Linked DNA regions of Rattus norvegicus: region 1 is linked to region 2. A link is a contact called in public Hi-C data. All regions are on one chromosome and are shown on one strand. The core of a region is the stretch at or near the end of the contact, and the rest is flanking DNA. Distances in the headings are between cores, read along the strand shown.

What was found. Hi-C and Micro-C count contacts between places; a contact is called where the count stands out from the background.
Region 1: a Hi-C map of Schwann cells shows a contact between it and region 2, with 7 times the contacts expected there. The contact joins two enhancer-like sites. A contact is called at or near these places in 3 of 12 Hi-C or Micro-C datasets (the Rat2 cell line, Schwann cells and mammary epithelial cells).

The regions. Positions count from the first base shown.
Region 1 is chr10:70,873,874-70,877,592 of GRCr8, reverse strand. All of the region lies in intron 16 of Bcas3 (BCAS3, microtubule associated cell migration factor), which reads right to left. The region is part of intron 1 of LOC134480843 (large ribosomal subunit protein eL21-like); the gene reads left to right. Among named protein-coding and RNA genes, the nearest start is that of Bcas3, 160 kb to the right of the region's middle. Within about 2 kb of position 1,527, at least 1 of the 93 cell types and tissues checked has an H3K27ac peak or open chromatin away from gene starts, as enhancers often do. A contact at or near this core is called in Schwann cells, where this site is marked.
Region 2 is chr10:70,743,380-70,747,367 of GRCr8, reverse strand. The region is part of intron 6 of Bcas3 (BCAS3, microtubule associated cell migration factor); the gene reads right to left. All of the region lies in intron 1 of LOC134480843 (large ribosomal subunit protein eL21-like), which reads left to right. Among named protein-coding and RNA genes, the nearest start is that of Bcas3, 34 kb to the right of the region's middle. Within about 2 kb of position 1,452, at least 8 of the 93 cell types and tissues checked have an H3K27ac peak or open chromatin away from gene starts, as enhancers often do. A contact at or near this core is called in Schwann cells, where this site is marked.

The sequences.
Region 1 (3,719 bases), core at 278-2,777, 130 kb before region 2:
CTCAATACTACTCTGCCTACCACGCTCAACTCTAACTTGGTTGCTTGGGTGTCTTAGTAATTAACAGCACTAAGAGGCAAGTGTCCTGAATAGTATACTGACTCTCACTGCCTTCTCTACTTTCTTCAGGAAACACTGTTTCCAAAATTCCTCCTCATGAGTACAAAGAGAACAACCTTCCTGGTTTCCTCTGTGATGAGTTATAGATAGAACATTTTGTTTTTCACATAAACAACTAAAATGTCTGCCTCTGTGATTCCCAGAAATATGTCTAGAACAACAGAACTAGAACAGAATTCCTACTTACTCACAAAGAAGGAAATAAAAGTTTCTCTAAATAAATAAATAAATAAATAAGTTTGTTTTATTCTAAACACTTGACTGAAATATTTTGCCACCTGCAATTATCAAAACCAAGCTTAAGAGTTTGTAGTCTTAATCCTGTTTTTGTACCTGAAATGGAAGACAGGCTGAATTAAAATAATTAATCTTTTTGTATTGGCTTCATATATGTGGGTGTTTGTGTGACTGTGTGTATGTGCACCACCTACAATGGCATCAGATTCTTGGGAATGAAGTTACAGTTGTGAGTCAGCATCTAGGGAATAGGAGTTGAACACAAATGTCCTAGAAGACCCTACAGTGCTCGTAACAACTGAGTTGGGGAAGGGCTGGAAAGAAGGCTCAGAAGTCAAGAAAATTAAATAATGAAATAAAAGCAGATTAGTAATAAAACTAAAGAGTTAAACTTTTTTATGTAGTGGTCAGTTGAGGACTCAAGGACACTGAAGGGAGTGTTTGGTTTCATCACAGCAATGAGGGCCAGGTGCCAGTCTGAGTACAATGTCAGTCAGGACTGAGAAAGAATGATTAAACAACAAAGAAGGAAGAATAAAACAATGGAGATTAACAGTTAAAAAAAAAACAAAGAACAAAAACCTGTAAAAATATTAAACAATAGAAAGTACATAAAATAAGAAAAGTCTTGATAATAAGAGAAATGTTCAAAGAAAAGTCTCTTTAAGAACACACTGTAGGGGCAAGAATGCAATAGGACGAAGAAGTGGCAATGGGGAGTCCCTCACACGTAAAAAAGACAAGGAACAGGAGCTCCAGACCCAAGACAGGAGATCCAAATTCATCTTATAGACTTTCTAGAAAGGGGCATAAAAGAAAACAGTAGAGAAAAAAATTATGAGGTGTTGAAAGCAGAGGCCACCGGGAATAGACGGTGCAGCAAGGGAAGGACAGGGCTAATTAATGGTAAGAAGAGAGAGATGGATTAACAGTTCCAACAGGGCCTGGATCATGGCATCCAGTCAACTGCTGCTGGTTTACAAAACAGCAGGGCACACATGCTCCAGGGCAGGAGGGCTGGGACCACAGTGACAACACTTCTGAAATAGGACGACTAGGAAGCTTCTTCGCATAGCAGGAATCACACAGGGACTGGAGATCTACACAAAAGAGCTGTATATTGATAGTGAAACACAGTCGCATTCCTTGTGAAGAATTTGGAGAATAAGCCACAGAAAACACAACAGAATGAAGAGATGCCACAGCATCTGCTCCCAGGGTACCCAGACTCAAGCCTTGATTGTAGTAACTGAAAAGCTGAGAGCACACTGCCCTCTAGAGGCACGTGACATGCACCACTAAATGATAAAACTTATTGCTCATGATCTGCGAATGCAAATTTGTATTCATAAGCAGAAACAAGCAAAATGAAAGGATTATATTTGTATCAAGTGCTAATTACATTAAATTGGCATTTCTTTTATGTTTGCTTGTGGCATTTATTTTATAGGAGTTTAAACATCATAAATATTACAGTATTTAAACTGGGTTTAATGTTATTTTTAAATCATTGTAGTGTGTACAGAACTGTACTTGAACAGGCTTCTGAGGGATTTCGCAGCTTACCTTACTTCTCACACACAGGGCATTAGGGACTCCTTCGTTTGGCTAGTGGGAGTGAATGCCTGCTTGTGTGTGTGCATGCCCTTCAGTCTGTCCGTGCACACCTGTGACTAGAAGTCCCAGGCCACAGTTCTTGTTCTACTGCTCTCCCGTCCCCAGGGTCTCTCAGCTTGCTCCAGAGATCCTCATGACTACTCCTCCTGAGTGCTGGAACTAGAGATGGGCCCTGCAGGACAACCTTGCATTTATGTAGCAAAAAACTACACATTGAGCCGTTTCCTTAGGCACTGTATATGCCCCTCTCCATACTTCTGTGAGATGTAAACTGCTAGAAAGAATATGAGCTACTACAGCTGCTTTCTTCCTTTGATAGTTTTTCAATTAGTGATTAAAATATAATTTGAAAATGGTTTATCACATAGTAGCAGCATAGGCTGGTCCCAAATTCATAACAATCCTCCTGCCTCAGCCTCCAGAGTACTTAATCACCGGCTTGTGTCACCACATCTTAGCTTCCTATGTGGTTTTAATTAGACATCTTGCTGTGTGAGGCCACCCTTCTCCAAACATTTGCATAAAGAACTCATCTGCTATCTCTGCACAATGACAGAAAATGATGTGGAAATATTTAAAATGTGTATGGTGTTGGTGTATAGTAAATGTCAAAATGAGCACAGAGTTATGCCAACAATTTCAGAGGATGCCTCAGGAGCCAGGAAAACATTAGGTTTTTAAAACAACAGATTAGAAGCAAGGCTGCACTGACCTCAGGCAACAGGCTACAGGAGTGAGCAAACCCCAGGTGCTAAGCGACCCAAGGAGGGCTCTCCCACATGACGCGTCTGCACCATTTATATACTCTGTGTCAGATGAGGCATGAAATTTAAAGCAGAACTTCAGTGCACATGATTGATTTTTCTTGGCAAAAATTAAAACACTCATGGAAACTTCAGTCCACAAGTAAACAGTGATTCGGAGGAACAGTCGGACTCTCCCAAGGAGGCGGAGCTGTGTGAGGCGGAGCTCTGTGGCTGCTTCATGTTTACAGTGTGATGCGGTCTATATCAAGAAAACTCCCTATCGACCAAAGTAAATAACTACAACAAACCATCAGATGAAGGCTGTAAACAGCTTCCAAGTGGTAAGACACGAATGCCGTGCACACAGATGCTAAAAAGCCAGAAATACTGCTGGACTTGTAAGCCTTTTGCTGAAACATAGCAGTTCTGGGTCCAAGAAACAAGAGCCCCCGTCAAAGTCCTCAAATCTCAGGTTGGGAGGGAGCAGAATCTGGAATTCAGTTGTTAGATGCTCAGGCCTAGCAGAACTCCTTCCTCAGACCAAGCCAGAAGGAAGCTGGGTTAGGTGGACACGCTGAAACCTTGGGAGGTAGAGGTAGGAAGGGGATCAGTGGACTGCCCAGTGTAGGAGAGAACAATGGTTTATTTAGTAATAAATAAAACAATGGTTTATTTAGTAATCTAGGTTAGCCTGGGGTATAGGAGAGACCCTGTGACTCATAAACACATGTATACACAAATACACAGACACACACACACAAACCCAAATACATGTGCACTCAGAAAGTCTATGGCCCTCTAAGAAAACCATGAATGACCAGCCTAGGTCCACCTGCCCTCTCTGGCTGAACCTTGTCACCTCCTCGCCGTTGTCCGAACCTTGTCACCTCCTCGCCGTTGTCCCCACTCTCACACTGTGGTCTCCTTCATACAAATCTCCCCTCAGAGCGCCCAAATCAGTCTTCTCTCACTCCTATCTCTAAAACCCTTCTCTGAGTT
Region 2 (3,988 bases), core at 203-2,702:
ATGGCCAGGCATGAGCTGGCACATACCTATAATGCCAGCTGTGTGGGATCTGAGGCAGGCTGACCAGGCATTCAGTGCGACAGACTCGAGGAGATTTTAATTAGCCATTAAGTAACCCGAGCAATCACAAAGCAAATAGTAGCAGCTCACAGACTCTGCTTCAGCACCCGTGCTACCCTGCTGCTGTACAGTCGGTCCAGTGTGCCCACGGCATCCTCCGCACTCCAACACCATCTCCAAGCAGGTGTGGGCACATCTGTACTGACCACCAACACCTTCTTTGTTATTACTGTAACATTACACCTAACAACTATTAATATAGGCTTGACATTAACTATGCTGTTTTAGAGCACAGAAATGACCTATAGAACACAGCTGGGTTATATGTATGTACCTCAGTTTGCCAGACAGGGGTGGTGCATGCTTTTAATCTCAGCACCAGAGGGCAGATGCAGATGTATTTCTGAGTTCAAGGCCAGCCTGGCCTACACAATAAGTTCCAGGAAGGCCAGTGCTGCAGAGAGAAACCTCTATCTCCAAAAAAAAAAAAAACAAAAAACAAAAAACAAAAAAAACTGCACATATTTAAAAAGGAGACAGAGGCATCAACAAATTGTGTATGTGTTCAAGGGGGTGCAGTATCTGCACCAATCCTTCCATGAACCATGGGATTATGCTTTCACTACAAAAATTAAAAAGAAAAAGGAGAAAGACTGCACAAAACTTTCAACCTCAAAAGACACCAGCATCTCCTATAGTTCACACATAACTGTAATACCCAGCTAGGGAGGCTACGGCAGGAGGATCACCACAGTTGGAGAATTTGTGCTGCCTTGGCATCACAGTAAGAAGCCACCTCAAAGCCAACCTAACAGCTTTCATTTGGGAGGCTCTGCTGTAACCAGGTGTGGCCAGTGCTCCACGCTGCGGCTCTGCCCCAGGTTTTCAGCTTAGCCAGGTGGAGGAATGCACCCCTGCAGGTCAGGGGCAGCCCTGCAAACGCCTGCCTGGACTGGGGGCAAGAGGGGAATACATTTGCTATTTTATTTTTGCTGCCCAACCACAAATGATTCGGCTGATGCCAGAGTCAGTGTCTCCACAGCAGACTCTGTGTGCCAACAAGGAAGAAAACACAAACCACAAAAACCACCTAAAATGTGTATTTGTGAGAACTTACAACTTAAAGAACAGATATTTGCTGACCACATGAAGGAGACAGCAGGCCAGTCTGTATTTTGGTCTTGACACTAACTACAAAACACAAAACTGAAGCAAAGGAAGTGAGTCTCAGGAAGAGTATGAAAACCACAGAACATAAATAATGAATGGAGCTGTTACTCATATTTTCATACTTCCAAATTTTCACACACACTGAAAAAGCACTGAGGCAGCTCTGACCCTTTCCCTCCAGCCTGCTTTTCCAGAGGAGGATGAAAGGAGGGCAGCATGTGGCCCGTGGCTATGCACGGCTGCACCAGACAGACCTCACAGCCCCAGCCATGACTTCAGCGCACACCAATCTAAGTACCAGGCCTTTGAAGCTGCTCTAATGGTATCTTCTATTTGCAACTAACACTTCTGTAGTCAAAGATCTTCCTTGGGGTAGATGTTAATGTGAAACCACTCAGACAGCCTGACATGTGTGCCAGGAGGCAGACAGGAAGGTGCTCAGAAGTCAATGTGACACCATTACACAGAGTGTTGGTCTAAGCAGCTGTCATAAACACATCACAGTCACTCAGGCACACAAACTTGATTGCCTCTAATTCATTCTTTTTACTACAGCTTGAATGAGATGAACCTAAAATATACACTGAGCAGAAGACAAAAGACAAGACAGGAAGATTCCATGCTGCATACTTTTTTTTTCCTTTTTTTTCTCTTTTTTCTTTTTTTCGGAGCTGGGGACTGAACCCAGGGCCTTAAGCGCTCTACCACTGAGCTAAATCCCCAACCCCCATGCTGCATACATTTATATTGTGTTTTAAAACTGCAAAGCTGGGCTGGAGAGATGGCTCAGTGGTTAAGAGCACTGACTGCTCTTCCAGAGGTCCTGAGTTCAAATCCCAGCAACCACATGGTGGCTCACAGTCATTAGTAATGGAATCCCATACCTTCTTCTGGTGTCTGAAGACAGTGACAGTGTACTCACATACACAAAATAAATACCTTTAAAGAAAAAAGTTTAAAACTGCAAAGCTAATCTGTGGTCAGGACAGTGACTGTCTTACCCATAGGGGAGGGAACTACATGAGAAAGAAAAGAATCCTTAAAACTTCATCCAGTGTGCTCCACTTACTTGTCTGTGTGCATACATGCACGATCACACATACACAAGAAAAAAGTCAAGCTACAAATGTGACATTTACATAGCTTATGGCATTATAAACTACATTTACAATGGTATACGACATTAACTGTGATACTCCAAAGAGCAAAATGTATAAACTATAATCATCCATGAAAGAAGACACAGGGAAGCTCGCAGAAACCAATCTGAAGTGGCCACTCCAAGTATGACAAAAGACATATGCCAAATACAATGTCAAGGAACAAGGAGATTGATGATGCCTCTATTCAAGGTGTGGGGACATGAGTGAACAATGCTCAGTGACACATGTCACTGCACATTTATCGAAGCCCCACATACAGCACTGAAATGAACCCTTGCAGTGGGTGGTAATATCGTGTGAACTCAGGTTCAGAGACTCCAACTGCAGCATCTCTCTGCCACAGACTGTTGGTAAGCGGTAGTCATGTGCATGCCTGGTTCATACAGCCACTCCAACCTTCTCAATTGTACTGTTTCAAAGTATTCACTTCCGCATGCCCATTCCTCCTAACATTAACAAGCAGAAACAGGCAGATTTTGAGACCTCCCTGATCAGACAGTAGAGCTGAAACAGCAGCTTCTGGTTCAAAAGAGACCCTGTCTCAAGGCAATAATACAAAGAAACAACTGAGAAGAAGAGCCCATGGCTTTTTTCTCCTCAGGCCTCTGCATGCTCTCCCAGGGAAACATACACTCATGCACATTCAAGAACATATACCACAAATCCATATACAAATAAGCAAAAACCAATTATACATATATTCTTAGCAAAAGAAGGGGGCTCTCATTCAAGAAAGATCCCAACTTAGGATAAATTTCAATTTCGAAGTATCGGCCAGCCTACATCAAATTACTGGAATCTGCATAATGCTATTAGAACACACAGGTGAGCTTGTCTAAAATACCGCCTTAGGAATCATACTACAGGGGAAGGAAGGAAGGAAGGAAGGAAGGAAGGAAGGAAGGAAGGAAGGAAGGAAGGAAGGAAGGAAGGACGGACAAGGATACATGTCTGAAGATGCCAGAAATGACATTCATTATTTTGTATACTTTCAATAAAATAAACTAATAAAAATTTTAAGATTATATTATAGAGCCGGGCACAATGACACATGCCTATAACCCTAATTCTTGGGAGACTACCCAGGACGACTGCCAAAAGTTTGAGACCAGTATGGGTTAGAGGGAAGGTCTGGCTCAAAAAAAAAGTAAAAGAAAGAAAAATATAGGAAAACTATTTCAGTTAAATATTCTGGGCAGATTCAACATGCTCCTTCATCTATGCTTTTATTCTATACCCAATTCAGACCTGCCCATCACTTCTCCTTCCCACAAGAAAAGTACAGAACAAACAAGCCCTGTGCTCACCAACAGCACAAGCGTCCTGAACGGATTCCAAACCTCTGCTTACCAATGCGCTCAAATCACCGACTTAATATTACTCCCAAATGAAACCTATAAAAACGTTTCCTGGCTAACAATCTCAACGTGGCGAGGTCTATTGGCATATAGCTTCTAATAAATAATGAACTAATTGCTTTCTACCTCAAATATGCCCTCACGTGTTCACTCTGAAGTTTTTGGTATGTAAAGCTTCACTTAAAGCTTCAGGGCAATTGGTCCTGCTTTCCATACATCGATGTGGCAGTGACACCT